Linked DNA regions of Sus scrofa: regions 2 and 3 are each linked to region 1. The links are chromatin contacts, called in public HiChIP or PLAC-seq and promoter capture Hi-C maps. All regions are on one chromosome and are shown on one strand. Each heading gives the region's core, a stretch centred on a gene start, on an enhancer-like site or on the middle of the called end of the contact. The rest is flanking DNA. Distances are from core to core; before and after follow the strand shown.

Region 1 (4,891 bases), core at 998-3,497:
AATGCCCTCGAATTCCAGACCCTGTTCCCTATAGGTAAAAGATCATACTTTTTGCTGTTTTAGGGCTTGCTTTCTGTTCTGTACAAAACTATGTGGAAGGGGAAAAACAGGCCCCTGAGTATGTGCCTCTATGCATGAAACTTCTTGAAACTGCTTGAGATAACAGGGAAAAGGGTTCCTAACTGCTTGTTTGGCTTCTGTAAAGCTGCTTGCATAAGACAAAAAGAGGAGAAATTAATCGCCTAACCGACCCCAGTAAGATCGGTTGCGCCACAAAATGTTGAAAATCCTGATAAATATATCTTGGCGACAATATGTCTCCCCCGCCCAGGGACAGGCACAAACACGTAACTCCAGAACAACTTAAAATTAATTGGGCCACAAAGCGCGGGCTCTCGAAGTTTTGAATTGACTGGTTTGTGATATTTTAAAATGATTAGTTTGTAAAAGCGCGGGCTTTGTTGTGAACCCCATAAAAGCTGTCCCGACTCCACACTCGCCGCCGCAGTCCTCTACCCCTGCGTGGCGTACGACTGTGGGCCCCAGCGCGCTTGGAATAAAAATCCTCTTGCTGTTTGCATCAAGACCGCTTCTCGTGAGTGATTTGGGGTGTCGCCTCTCCCGAGTCCGGACGAGGGGGATTTTCACTCGACTGGCCTTTCATCAGTATACATTATACTGTGTATAATGACAAAACAAGATGTTATCTGCATAGTTTGAGGTACATGGCCAACAGGCTTCATCATGGTGGTGGCAATTTCATTCTCAGAACAGAAAATAAACAAGGAAATGTTCATTTACAGCATTTCTCTTCTTGAAGTAGGGTATTCATCAGTTAAGTTTCACCTGAAGCCAGTGAGACAGAAACTAGTAACCAACGAAGGGAGAAAGGGAGGAAGGAAGGAACCGAGCTACCTGAGTGGCTATGTGATCATCACAATACTAAAACATTAGACCTAGGTTGGAACTTCAGACCTGGGACCCGTATCTCAAAATCCCTGAATTATGTGGTATTATCAAGATCACAGAAAATTAGTGAAATCTACTGCTGGAAAAAACAACTGGAGAGCTGGGCTCCCAGGATATCTTTTGTTAGCGTCCTCTGCTAGCATAAAAGTGATACTTTCTGGCCAAAGTAAGCTGTTAAGAAAAATGTACAGACTCAAAGCCTTTTCAACCAACAGGACCGTTTCAGCAATCCCCCTAATTGCAGAGATGAGATCAAGGTCCCTGCCTATGAAAGGTGAGAATAGCTCTGTGAAGGCTCTCCTTTGCAAATGAGCCTGTAAGCCCAGCAGTGTCTACGCAGTGTGGCCAGGGCCACAGAGCACTTCAGAACTAGGCTCCCTCTTCACAGTGGCAGCCGGGCTGACCCCTCCTCAGCCCTCTTTTGGGCCACTCACTCCATCAGTCTCTTCTGTGCAATCACAGAGCCACCCGAGAACGAACCACTTGGTCACTGGCCAGCGTTCCCTCGACCCCACCTCACAGAAGTAGTGAAGGAATCACACCTTTACCCCTGTACCCGCCGTGACCCGCACATAGTAGGACACGTGTTCAGCAAACTCTGTTGGGGCGCATAAATGTCCAGCAGACCAGCTGCTGCTCAAGGGGGAGAAAGTTTATGTGGTGAGGGGAGGGAAAGACTAAGAAAACTTAATGAGAAGCAGGAAAAAGTTGTACACTGTCCCTTGGGGTGGAACTTCATACCTGGGGGCAGAGACAGGAGAGGGGAGTGTTTATCAGAGTCTCTTCCTCGGTAATGACAGACAAGACAAAGCAGATCTGACACCAGATTTTGTTAAAGCAGGAATCTAACCTTAAAGGTAAATCTTAACCTGAGGTTAAACGAGTAATTTTCTGCCTTGAGTTTTTTTGTTTTTTGCTTTTTTAAATTTACATTATCGCCAAGCTGGATAACACAGAGAGAAGGCACCAGCCACACATCCTCCTGTGACTGGAGCCGGCCCGGGAGATGAGAACTGAGGGAAGTGAGGAGGCGCGGAGAGGCGGCCCCGAAACTGGCATCTTCCCGGGGACTGGAGCTCGCGTGTCGCGAGGAGCCTTCGCGTACCTTTCCAGGAGGAGGGCGAAGGGTGGCGGCGCGGAGGGCACTCAAGGTCCCGCTAGAAACTGGACGCCGGAGGGGTGCCTCACATCCGGGCTACGGAGCCCCAGACAAGTGCGTCGGGGGCTGTTGCCAGGGAGACGGCGCAGGGCGTGCCGGGAAGTCGGGGAGGCGGCCCTGAGTGAGTCACCGAGGCGGAAGTGGGCGCCGACACGGGTGGGCGGGGAAAAGGGGGCCGGCGGAGCAGGTCCCACTTCCCTAACCTGACGGCCTCCGTGCTTCCCAGCCTTCTCGAGCGGTCTTGCGCCAGGCCTAGAAGCTCCTCAGCCCACCGCGCGGTAGGCGCCTCTGGCTTCTGGGAACCGGGTTCTCGGGAGCTCCCCCTTGACATCATGCGCGAAGACTTCCGGTTCCGCTCTTGGGGTTGGGCTCCTGTGCTGGGTCCACTTGTGCGTCGCCGGTCTCTGCCCCCGTTTGCTTTAGAAAACAGATTTGCAGAGAGATAGGTACTATACAGAGAGAGGGCCGAGACTGGGGTGAAGTGAGTCGGGCACTAAATGTGAGGGGAAGCCCCAAAACTCTGCAATCAAGATAAATAAATTCTAATTCAGTATCTTTAAAAATCAAAACTAATGCAAAAAAAATTACATGTTTGACAAAATCTTACGATTTTAAGTAAAGATAGGATCGGTAACAATGCCCTGCTGAGCCATACTGGCGCCTGAGACCAAAGGAGAAACTAGTCATACTGATCCTATGACTTAAGTTAGCCTAGTGGGGAAGGATAGTGTCAGTAACTGGCCTCATATGCAAACACAGATGAGAAGCGCCCGTGGTTAAGTTCCTGGAGGCTTGAAGCAGTAGTTTTCCTTACTCAGAACTGGGCTAATTAGGACAGGCCCGCAAGCCAAGGCTTGAAAGCAATTCCCAGACTCTGATTATCAAAATAGAAAAACCGGATTCATATCATTGTCCCTATACACTTTAGTTAACTGAAGCCCAGTGCTTTCTGGTTAAATTATGATATTGAGGATGTCATTTTTATAACTTGGGACTTTTTACTTTGACCCTACAGAACTTGACCCCTGTGTTGTTGGATGGTGATTGTCTCAATATCGCGGTCTGCAGAGGTTGTATACATCCATCCCTGTCCAAAGATCAGACTCCATGAACCCACTGAGTTTGTGCCTCGTAGCAACATACAGGGAAAGTGGGAACGAAAAAGCACTCAGCTAGCTAGTATTGTCTGAGAATCTAGGTAAGAACTAAGATAGTGACAACTAATGTGTTCTACTTAAAAAGCTCTTCCTGGAGTTCCTGTCATGGCGCAGCAGAAATGAGCCTGACTAGGAACCATGAGGTTACAGGTTCAATCCCTGGCCTTGCTCAGTGGGTTAAGGATCCAGTGTTGCTGTGAGCTGTGGTGTAGGCCAGCAGCTACAGCTCCAAATGGACCCCTAGGCTGGGAACCTCCATATGCCACGGGTGTGGCCCTAAAAACAAAACAAAACAAACAAAAAAAAAACTCTTCCTAACATTTGCTGTTGATTTGATGGTGCTGGAAACAGTGACTTGGTCTCCCATAACCAATATGGATTCAGAGTGTGTTCTCTCCTTTTAAACAGGCAGTTCTTCAGACAATCGCCATGGGTATCCGAGGACTAATGAGTTTTGTGGAAGATCATAGCAATGAATTCTTCACTGACTTGAAGTTACGAGACACAAAAATAATCATTGACGGCTATGCTCTCTTCCACCGGCTTTGCTTCAATTCTAACTTGGAGCTCCGGTATGGAGGGGACTATGATTCCTTTGCAGATGTTGTACAAAAATTTTTTGAAGCACTCTTTGTTTGTAAAATCTGCCCATATGTTGTATTAGATGGAGGATGTGACATCTCCGATAAAAAGCTTAAAACTTTAAAGGACCGAGCCAGGGAGAAGATCCAGATGGCCCATTCCCTTTCTGTTGGTGGGGGTGGGTGTGTGTGTCCTTTGCTCATCCGAGAAGTCTTCATACAGGTTCTGATCAAGTTACAGGTATGTTTTGTCCAGTGCTTTTCAGAAGCAGATCGAGACATTATGACACTTGCCAATCATTGGAATTGCCCAGTGCTATCTTCCGATAGTGACTTTTGCATTTTTGACCTGAAAAGCGGGTTTTGCCCATTGAACAGCTTTCAGTGGAGAAACGTAAACACTGTCAAGGGTACACGAGACCACTACATCCCTGCCAAGTGCTTCTCCCTTGACGCGCTCTGCCGTCACTTTGGCCACATGAACAAAGCTCTCTTGCCTCTTTTTGCAGTGCTGTGTGGAAATGACCACATTAATCTGCCCATCGTGGAGACATTCTTAAGTCAAGTCCGTCCTCCTCTTGGGGCTCCCAGTTCCAAGGGGAGGAGACACCACAGGGTGCTGGGACTTCTCAATTGGTTGTCTTGCTTTGCTGACCCAACGGAAGCACTCGATAATGTTCTAAAACATCTCCCCAAAAAGAGCCGAGCAAGTGTGGAGGAGCTTCTCTGCTGCTCCATGGAGGAGTACCTGCAGTCCCAGGTGAGGCTGCAGGACTTCTTCCAACAGGGGACTTACTCCTGCCCAGACACCCTGAATCGGGGTTTTCCGCCGTGGGTCCTTGTGGCCTTGGCCAGAGGCCAACTGTCCCCTTTCGTCAGTGATGCTCTGGTGCTGAGACGGACTATTCTGCACACACAGGTGGAAAACATGCAACGAATAAATGCCCACAGAGTCTCTCTGCCCATCCGGCAAGTCATCTATGGGCTCCTTGCCAATGTTTCTCCACCTTCAGGAGACATGGCCT
Region 2 (4,891 bases), core at 1,310-3,809, 450 kb before region 1:
CAGTGGAAACAAATCTGACTAGGAACCATGAGGTCACGGGTTCAATCTCTGGCCTCGCTCAGTGGGTTAAGGATCTGGCATTGCCGTGAGCCATGGTGTAGGTCGCAGATGTGGCAGCAACAGCTCCAATTAGACCTCTAGCCTGGGAACTTCCATATGCGTCAGGCACGGCCCTACAAAAAGAGAAAAAAAAAAAAAAAAACAACTTTGGTTTAAAACCTACTCCTCCTGTGATGATTCTCTTGTGTTGGACATGGATTTAGAAATTGAGAAGTTAAACAATTCCTAATGCTTTATTTAATGAAAAGAACATTTATTATATCAGTTTTTGGTCTGAATTAGAGGAGTAAGATTTACGGAATGGTAGTACTAAAAAGAGATAAGGGGGGTTATCTTTGTTCCAATGAGAAAGTGAAGTCCCAGAGAGGCAAATTGGGATCAGAGTCCCAAGGTCCAGGGTGATCTCTGAAGTCAGAGTGATGGGAACTTGGTGCCTGAGTGCCCTAAAGGAGGCCCTGGGTGGATCCCTTAAAAATCAGGCTGATCCTCTTTGATTAGCAGCATACTATAGTGACTAAATCAAGTAAAATGATACCTACCAGACATGGCTAGCAATCAGGAGATGTGTGCTCTGTGACAGCAGACAAAACATGATTTCCTTTGATTTAGTTCAGCAGTAGTGCCTGCTAAGGATGTCTTTTACTCACGGTTGCCATTATGGACCGAGAGAGATTTGGCGCCAGGGGCAAAGGTTAGACTGAATGGCTGCCTCCTCATTCCTCACAGACCGCTGTGTATGATATGTTCACTTACCAGTTTTCCTCTATGCTATAGAGGAATTACAATGCAAGGGTAACAACATATTTGTCTTAGAGAATCAAAGAAACAAAATAGTTGAGAGCATAGGCTCTGTGGTCACACCACTGAGATTTAAGTCCACCCTTACTAGCTGAGTTAAATTGTATCATCTCTCTGTGTTTATTTTCCCAATTGTAAAATGGAGATAATTATACATATTATCATGTGAGGTCATTATAAAGATTAAGTGAGGAAATACACTGAAAGAGTTAAAATGAATCCTGTTAGGAATCAGACTGCTGTGTTTATAGAGGAATATCAATAAAATCTTTCTAAGAGACTGCCGTCTTATCCCAGCTACAAAATGACTAACAGTTCCTTCTGAGTGATTTCTGCTCCCTCACTGGCATCATCCCTAATCTCACTTTGTCCTTCTTTCCGCCAGAACAAAATGATTGAGTTGTCCAAATGCTGAATTGTCCTTGCTTCTTGATAGCATCCATTCCAAAACAAGTCCCTGTTTCCCTGATGCCACCTTAAAATCACCCATCATAAGTCCAAATCTTATAATTCCTTTACATAGACAACTCCTGAGGTGTATATTTTCTTGTGCTGCAGCAAGCTAATAAAATTTAACCTTGTTTGAGTTCAGGTGGTCTCTGACTGATAGGCTTCCACAATACTAAATGCATATTATAGCACAGTATACACACAAGACACACTAGCCATTGACAGTAGTAGGCGATGTTTTTATAGAACAGCCCAAGTAATCAGCAGGAACTGAGCATTGCCTGGACTTTTTAAGCCAAGCTAGCCAGATCTCAAATAAGAAGAGGCTCTTGAAATAACTAAAATTTTAAGTTCTTATTTCCCAATTTCTATAGACACCCATTTGACAAAGAAAGAAAAACATTTCTGAAGTAATAGAATGAATGCCCAAGATATACACATGGTGGTTAGGTGACTCTGGGACCCAGGATAAGGATTTCTTTGGGCAGAAGGTGTATTAGGTATCTATTTAGTGACTCAAGATAAGAGTAATCATTTATTCTCTCTGGCAATTTCTTCTGGTGAAGAACCCATGAGTTCCCTGGTTGGATGGTTCAGGCTCAAAGTCCGTCAGGAGTTGCAGTCATCTGAAAGGTTCCTGGGACTGGCAACCTTCCTTCCCCTTCCTACGTGGCTCACTCCTAGCGGAAAAGTTGGTTCCTCTACACATGGGCCTCTTTACAGAGTGTCTGTAGGACATGACCGCTAGGTTTCCCCATAGGGAGCCAGCCGTCCAGGAGCCCAAGACAGTAGCAATACCTTCTACGATCCAGTCCTGGAAGTCACACATCATTAACTTGGTCATATTCTACCAGCACACGCCAACCGTGTTTCAATGCCAACTCTGCCCATCTGCCAAATGTGCTCTTTTGGACCAGCACCAAAATTCTGTGTACCCTCATTGATAATATAAAAAATAAGTCTTTTTTTCAGGGCTGTTTCAACGTAAACCAATATAAGAATATCAAGCACTGTTAGTACAATGAACTGCCCCATAACGGGCATTATTTAGAAGTGATTTCGCTTCCTTAGGAAGCCTATCCCTAGTTCGCCTCATTCTCCTAAAGTTTAAACTCCGACCTTTCGTTTTTCCCACCCCTGGAAACCTAGTCACTCAGACCCCACCCTACAGCTCGGCCTCGGCTCCGTAGTAGGACTGTTCCAGAGACGGAACTCTAGTTTCCGGGGCTGACCCCGGCGCCGGCGCGCATTGCTGCTGGACCGGAAATGGCTCCGGCAGCTCTTCTTCCGTCGTGGGGGCAGCGGGGAGCAGCGGCTGGCGGCGGCGGAAAGGCTTGGGAGGGTCGGCGGCGGAACGCCCTGAAAGCGGAGTGGCGGGGCGCCCAGAGGTGTAGCGGTCGCGCCCTCCTCGGCCTCACTATGCCCGGCTGGGGGCTGCTGGGTAGGGCCGGCGCCCGGGTACTGGGCTGCGGCGCGGATGGCCTGGGTGCCTCCCGGGGCTTGGGAAACAGGTGGGTGCGGAGGAGAGGCGGGGGCGGATGGTGGTCCCTGCATCAGCGGCCCTGGGCCATAGACTGGCCCCGCGCTGAAAGGTGCGCCCTGGGTTGGGGAGGAAAGTTCCAGCTCTGCCTTAAGAGAGAGGACGTGCCCTTTGAAGGATTGAAGGGGCGATTTTTTACCCCCCGTGCTGCAGCGAGCATTACCAACAGCAATAATATTATCTGCCAGTTAGGGAGAATTTACTCCGTCCTAAATGCTCAGGTACTTTAGGCGCCTTAGCTGATGTAGCCTCACGTGAGAGCTGCTGTCATCCGTTTTAAAGATATTACTCCGTCTTATCTTTATTCCGTTGCATATAAAAGGGAGACTGGAGAAGTAGTTTGCCCAAGGTCGCTTAGCTAGTAAGTGCAAAATCGAGACTCTAGCTGATCTATGTACCTGTCAGCAAAGGAGAGGTAGAGCACAGAAGGCTTTTCTGACCCTCCTTGCAAGAATTACACACACCTCTTTCTTGACCTTCTCTGTAAGGTCTGTTTTGATTTGTTCAGCTAGTTTGAGGTTATGTCTTTTAGGGATTTTTAAAATTTGTACACCCAGTTTCCTTATCACTCAGCCTAGGGCATGTTCTTTCAGGGAAGAGGTGAATTTATCAGAGAAAGATGTGTATCCCACATTCTGTCACCTCTACTGGATGTAAACTGTTAAGGTACATGTTTAAATAGACCTGTGGCTTCTCTTGCCTACATAAAGACTACTGTTAGAAATCTACATAAAGATTTCTGTTGGAAATCTGTTGATCCCGGAGAAGAGGAAGAACTTTTCCTCCACAGTAGCCATTGGCAGTTAAAATGTGAACCCCATTATCATGAGGAATGTCAAGGGAAAAACTAGAACCGGAACCCAACCCTTTCCTAAGGCCCTGGCTACACTTTTCAGCTTATGTAACCTTCATTCCGTAACATTAAGTGGGGAAACGTGAATTGTGCTTTGTTTTCTAATTTTTATTTTTACAGAACAGACATCTGTCTTTTGGTTAGAAGTCTCCATGGCAAGAGTGTTACTTGGTGGGATGAGCATCTTTCTGAAGAAAACGTTCCCTTTGTTAAGCAGTTGGTCTCTGATGAAAATAAAGCCCAATTAGCAAGTAAACTCTGTCCTCTGAAAGATGAGCCATGGCCTATACACCCTTGGGAACCAGGTGGTTATTTTGTATATGTTGTGTTTTCATCACCTAATTACTATATAGTTTCTAGATAAATTTGTCATCTCTTGAATTTAGTTTTTGTGTCTTAAGTGTGTCTGTTTCATTGTGGTTTGGTTTGCAAGTATATTTCTGGCATCCTAGTCTACTGTTAGTGAATGTCTGATAATCATCAGGATATAAAGAAGTTGCTTTGTAGGTGAAAAGAGAGTCATTCTGCAAATGTTTTCTTGTTTTTTTCAGATAAAAAGTAATATTAAATCAGGGAAGGAAAGCTGGAAGAGTGTGATCTAAACTGTAGTGTATTACACTGACATTTGCAGTTGGGGTATTCTAGCACTCCAGGCCTGCCAAGCATACCCCCAGAATCAGCAGTTTTTATTTCTGGTAGACTACTAAATCCACATGTGGCCAGACCAAGAAACCTAAAGCTTTTCCTGTTGAAGGTGTTGTCTTTGGTTGGGGTTTATTGTGGCTGTTGAATTATACAATGACTGAAGTTGTTAGTGGAGCAGCGTATCAATGTATGCAATAAATCAGGTTTCATGATGGATGCTGACATACTTTAGCAACATAAGCACCTGTGTCATTCGTATAACTCCAGCTGACTTCTTGGAATTTGAGTAGCAGGTGTATTCTGTGGATATGAATTGATACCAGGAAAGCAAAGTATCATGATAGATTTATCATATCCTCCTTTAATATAATTATTTTAAATACCAGAATATACCAGTTTAACTGTTTCCTTTATTTTGTACAGTCCTCTTATATGTTTTCATTTAATAGAGATTTGTTGAGTACCAACATGTTATGTCAGGAGTAGTTGCAGGCACTTATATCTGTAAAGGACAGTTGTATTTTACTTTGTGAATATATCAGCAT
Region 3 (4,891 bases), core at 889-3,388, 300 kb after region 1:
AAGATTACTGGAGTAGTAGCCCTATTAGATGTTGCAACAATTTTACATGATTAAAACAGTACTGCCCAATGAATAAAATGGCAACTCAATGGAGAGAAGAAAAATTCAGCAGAAGGCTCAATGATACAGGAAATTTGTACACGATAAATATGACATTTCAAATCACTGGAGGAAAAATAGATTACCTGTTGACATTTCTTTTGATATTGGAGTATCCCTCTACAGGAAAAATAAAGTTGGACCAGTACTTCAGAAATTTAAAAATGCGAAACAATCCAGCATAAATCATGGGAGAAGTATAGAAACTAATATGGTGGGTTTGGAATACCTTTTCTGAGTAGGTTTCAGAGTCCAGACGTCATAACAACGATGGTGGCCTGGCCTATGCCCTGGAGAGATGGCAGTGGTTGGCTTCAAGCATATTTTGGAGGTGGAATCAGCAGGCATAGGTGATTATTGAATAGGGTGGGTGAAAGAGGGAATGAATAGAAAAATGTCAAAGATGAAGAAGACTTCCAAGTTTGTAGTTTGAGGAATCTAGTGGGTAGTAGTACTGTCTACTGAGATGGGGAAGATGGTAGAGAGGATGTTGCAGGGATAATAAAAAAATTCAGCTCCAGATTAAAACATTTTGTGCTTCAAAGGACACCAATAGAAAGAAAAAAAGACAACATAGAGAAAAACTATTTGCAAATTTGATATGGGACTTACATCCATAATATGTAAAAAACTCTTAAAAAATCAACATTCAAAAGACTATCTGATTAAAAGTGGGCAGAGGCTTTGAATATATATAAAGGATTTTATATATCCAAAGAAGATATAAAGATGACCACCAAGCATGTGAAAATACACTCAACATTAGTTATTATGAAATTGCAAATAAAGCCTACGATGAGATATTACATCATACCAAGTAGGATTGCCATAATAAAAAAGATAACAACATGTGTCAATGAGCATATAGAGAAGTTGGAACCCTTATGTATTGTTAGTAGGAATGTGAAATGGTACAGCAACTTTGGAAAACAGTTTGGCAGTTTTTTAGTATATTAAACATAGAATTACAATGTGAGTCTACAATTGCACTCCTAGGTGTTTACTCAAGAGAAGTGAAAACATGACCACCCAAAGCCTTATACATGAATGAACAGCAGCATTATTTGTTAATACCAAAAAGTGGACACAAAATATGTCTATCAACTAATGAACAAAGAAAATTTATATTCATACAATAGAATATTTGGCAATGAAAGGAAATGAAATTCTGATAGAAGCTACAAAAGGGATAATCCTCAAAATGTGAAGTGAGGGAGTTCCCCTTGTGGTGAAGTGGAAATGAATCTGACTAGTAACCATGAAGATGGTTTGATCCCTGGTCTTCCTCAGTGGGTTAAGGTCTGGCCTTGGGGTGAGCTGTGGTGTAGGTTGCAGAGGGCTCAGATCTGGCTGTTGCTGTGGCATGGGCCAGTGGCTACAGATCAGATTGGACCCCTAGCCTGGGAACCTCCATATGCAGAGGGTGTGCCTCCCCCCGCAAGAAAAAGAGGAAAAAAAAAAAAGGAAAGTGAAAGAAGTCAGTCACAAGGACCACATGTTGTATACCATATATATAAAATGTCCAGAATAGGCGAGAAAGAGAAATTGATTAGTAGTTGCCTAGGGCCCAGAGCGGGATGAGCAATTGGTAGAATGAGCAGTGACAGCTAATAGCTACAGGGTTTCATTTTGGAGGTCAGGAAAATGTTCTGAAGTTAGATTATAAGGATGATTGAACAACCATGTAAATATATAAATACACATTGATTTGTGTATTTTAAACAGATGAATTTTATATAGAAGGTAAATTATCTCTATAAAGCTCTTAAAAAATTCGACTTGGGATATCTTGACTTTCTTAAGCCTGTGAATTCTCCAAAAGGACTCCGTTCTGGTGTTCTTGGCTGAATGGCGTCTGAATAAGTTCTGAGGGATGTCAGAAATCCTCAGAGTTCAGGGATTCGGTAGAAGAACAGGATGGGGAGTAGACCGATGTGTTAGCATCCTGTTTTCTTCCTCCAAGTTCCCAGCGCGAGGCCACGCCTCTCTCTCGTTTCCTAGCAACTAGCTCCCAACTCGCCCTCCTCCAGTCTCACTCTGCGGTCACTTCCGCTCCGCGACAGGAAGTGAGGTCAGAGCCGGCAGCTTTCCCGGGAGTTCGGCTTTGCGGCGTCTGCAGCTGGAGAAGCCGAGTTTCCCAGGACGTGGCCACCTTCCTCTCTCCCGGGTTTCACCTCCCGCGGGTGGAGAAGCCCTCGAGGAGTCAGAGGGCTGCAAGGGTGCAGGTCCGCTCCAGAGGAAGGCGAGGCGCGGCAGCGCGTGGCTGCCGGGGCGGAGGAGGGGACTGGCGGGGCGAGTCGCTGGAGTCGGTGGGGTCTTCTCAGCTTGGCCCTGTATCTCCTGAGGCCCCGAGAACTTCTCACCTCTCCCCGGTGGGCTGCAGGGGTCGTGGAGACTGGGGCTCCCCTGCTCCCCTTTGAAGGAAGACCCCTCTTAGAGAAGACTCGCCCGGCAGCTGCTGACTTCTTTCCCCGCCCAGACCCCAGAGTGACTCGCCATGACCTCACCGTGAGCGAGCGATTGGCTTGTGACCCTTCTAGAACCCCAGGGTAAATATTTGCGTGTGTGCCCCGCCGTGTATGCATGTGTGTTTTCATTCCCTGCAAAATCTGAGATAGGATAACCCTGAGCTGTGTTTGGCAAATGGGTATTTTGGTTTACTTTTCTTTAACATTTCTGCTGGGGTTTCTTCCCTGTTACAAACCAAACAACTCTGCCTTCTGTTAGCTGAGTGGGAAGGGGCAATGGAATTAGGCCGGCAGGGCCCAGGAGATGCTGAGTGTTTGGATTTTTTTTTTTTTTAGCCCGACCTTTTTGTAATAGGCGATTCTTATTCAGATTTAAGTTTTTAAGGTATTTGGGTTTTATATTCAAGACTGCAGGTTTTTGGACAAAGACTGTCATATAGTACTTTTGTGACTCTTACAGCCTCAAACAATACTGAAGTAAAGGCTCATTAAATTTTCAAATATTAGAAAACACACATTCTACCGTTTTCAACGTAATATTGAAGGGGCCTATTTCCATATAGGTCAACTCTTGGAAAGGACAACATAAAATATCACGATCTTTTTAGATAAATATGTTTGAAATGCTAGATGCTGCCTAGAAGGCTAAGTACAGTGCTCTCGGTGGAGGAGAAATGGTGTTCATCTATCATTTAGAAAGAGGCCGCATGAATAGTGGTGTTTCATTGCTTTTTTTTTTTTCCCTTTTTCTCTTTCCTTTTTTTTTCAGTAGGTGTTGTATCCTAACTTACTGACGCAGAGGTGCCTGCTGCCATTATGGGAAACCAGCTCGCTGGCATTGCTCCTTCCCAGATTCTTTCTGTGGAGAGTTATTTCTCAGACATCCATGACTTCGAATATGATAAGAGTCTGGGGAGTACTCGTTTCTTTAAAGTTGCTCGAGCAAAACACCGAGAGGGCCTGGTGGTTGTGAAGGTCTTTGCAATTCAAGATCCCACATTGCCTCTAACCAGCTATAAACAAGAGCTGGAGGAACTGAAAATCAGGCTTCATTCTGCACAGAACTGTCTGCCTTTCCAGAAAGCAGTGGAAAAAGCATCTGAGAAAGCAGCCATGCTCTTTAGGCAGTATGTGCGAGACAACCTCTATGATCGAATCAGCACCCGTCCCTTCTTAAATAACATCGAGAAGCGCTGGATCGCTTTCCAGATCCTAACTGCTGTGGAGCAAGCACACAAATCTGGAGTGCGTCATGGGGACATCAAGACTGAGAATGTAATGGTCACCAGTTGGAATTGGGTCCTTCTAACTGATTTTGCCAGTTTTAAACCCACTTATCTTCCAGAGGACAACCCAGCAGATTTCAACTATTTTTTTGACACTTCACGGAGGAGGACTTGTTATATTGCTCCTGAACGTTTTGTGGATGGTGGATTGTTTGCCACTGAGTTAGAATACATGAGAGATCCTTCCACTCCGCTTGTAGACTTAAATAGCAATCAGAGAACGAGAGGAGAGTTGAAGCGGGCAATGGATATCTTTTCAGCAGGTATTTGAGTTGGTCAAATTTGCTGTGGGGGGGGAGGTTACTTCTTGAACATAGAAAGTTAATTAATGTATTTATTTTTGGTCTTTTTAGGGCAGCACCCTCAGCATATGGAAGTTCCCAGGCTAGGGGTCAGATCAGAGCTGCAGCTACTGGCCTACGCCACAGCCACAGCCACCTGGGGTCTGAGCAGCGTCTTTGACTTACACCACAGCTGAAGGCAATGCGGGATCCTTAACCCATTGAGTGAGGCCAAGGATCTGACTGCCCTTACGGATACCAGTCAGATTCCTTACTACTCAGCCACGACGGGAACTCCAGAAAGTTAATTTTTTGGTAGACATTCTTACACTGTTGAGATAGATGGCAGTATTTCTTTGGACGTGTTTAATTACCTAGAAAATGCAGAGTGATCCACTCATTGAAACATTTAAGAAATATTTGAGTTTTTACTTATGTACGTGTCAGGCACTATCTTAAGCAATGGAGACATAGATGGGTGATTGTGTTTCTCTTTTTAAAGTACTTACACTTTAATGGGGAGCTAGATGAGATATTGTAAAAAGACATTTTAGTGCAGTGTGCTTTGCTATGATAGAGATAAGCTTTGGGTGCCGTTATAGCACCGTATGAATACTTAATTTAGTCTCTGGTGGTGATGGGTTGAGAGGCAGGTTTGGGAAAGGCGTCTTTATTGGAAGGATGATATTTAAACCAAGACCTGAAAGGCGATTGGGAGCTATGGATTATAAGGGTGGTTTGTTTCAGGTAAAGGGTG

The links. Promoter capture Hi-C pulls out the DNA fragments that hold promoters and counts their contacts. HiChIP or PLAC-seq counts read pairs in DNA pulled down with a chosen protein or histone mark.
Region 2: a promoter capture Hi-C map of liver shows a contact between it and region 1, with 6 times the contacts expected there. The contact joins the promoter of MRPL3 here to the promoter of ASTE1 in region 1. A contact is called at or near these places in 1 of 5 promoter capture datasets (liver), 4 of 47 Hi-C or Micro-C datasets (alveolar macrophages, differentiating spermatogonia, liver and 1 more) and 2 of 2 datasets of contacts at active chromatin or transcription factors (alveolar macrophages and skeletal muscle).
Region 3: an H3K27ac HiChIP or PLAC-seq map of alveolar macrophages shows a contact between it and region 1. The contact joins the promoter of PIK3R4 here to the promoter of ASTE1 in region 1. A contact is called at or near these places in 1 of 47 Hi-C or Micro-C datasets (heart right ventricle) and 1 of 2 datasets of contacts at active chromatin or transcription factors (alveolar macrophages).

What each region holds. Positions count from the first base shown.
Region 1 is chr13:1,433,467-1,438,357 of Sscrofa11.1, forward strand. ASTE1 (protein asteroid homolog 1) reads left to right here and starts at 2,248. Exons shown (of 5, transcript XM_021071325.1): 1 at 2,248-2,406; 2 at 3,694-4,891. The coding sequence starts at 3,715. It overlaps NEK11 (serine/threonine-protein kinase Nek11), which reads right to left and starts at 2,224. Exons shown (of 15, transcript XM_021071328.1): 1 at 2,075-2,224.
Region 2 is chr13:982,426-987,316 of Sscrofa11.1, forward strand. It overlaps MRPL3 (39S ribosomal protein L3, mitochondrial), which reads left to right and starts at 2,560. Exons shown (of 10, transcript XM_001925038.5): 1 at 2,560-2,819; 2 at 3,822-4,006. The coding sequence starts at 2,575.
Region 3 is chr13:1,728,850-1,733,740 of Sscrofa11.1, forward strand. It overlaps PIK3R4 (phosphoinositide 3-kinase regulatory subunit 4), which reads left to right and starts at 2,139. Exons shown (of 20, transcript XM_021071332.1): 1 at 2,139-2,648; 2 at 3,340-4,116. The coding sequence starts at 3,384.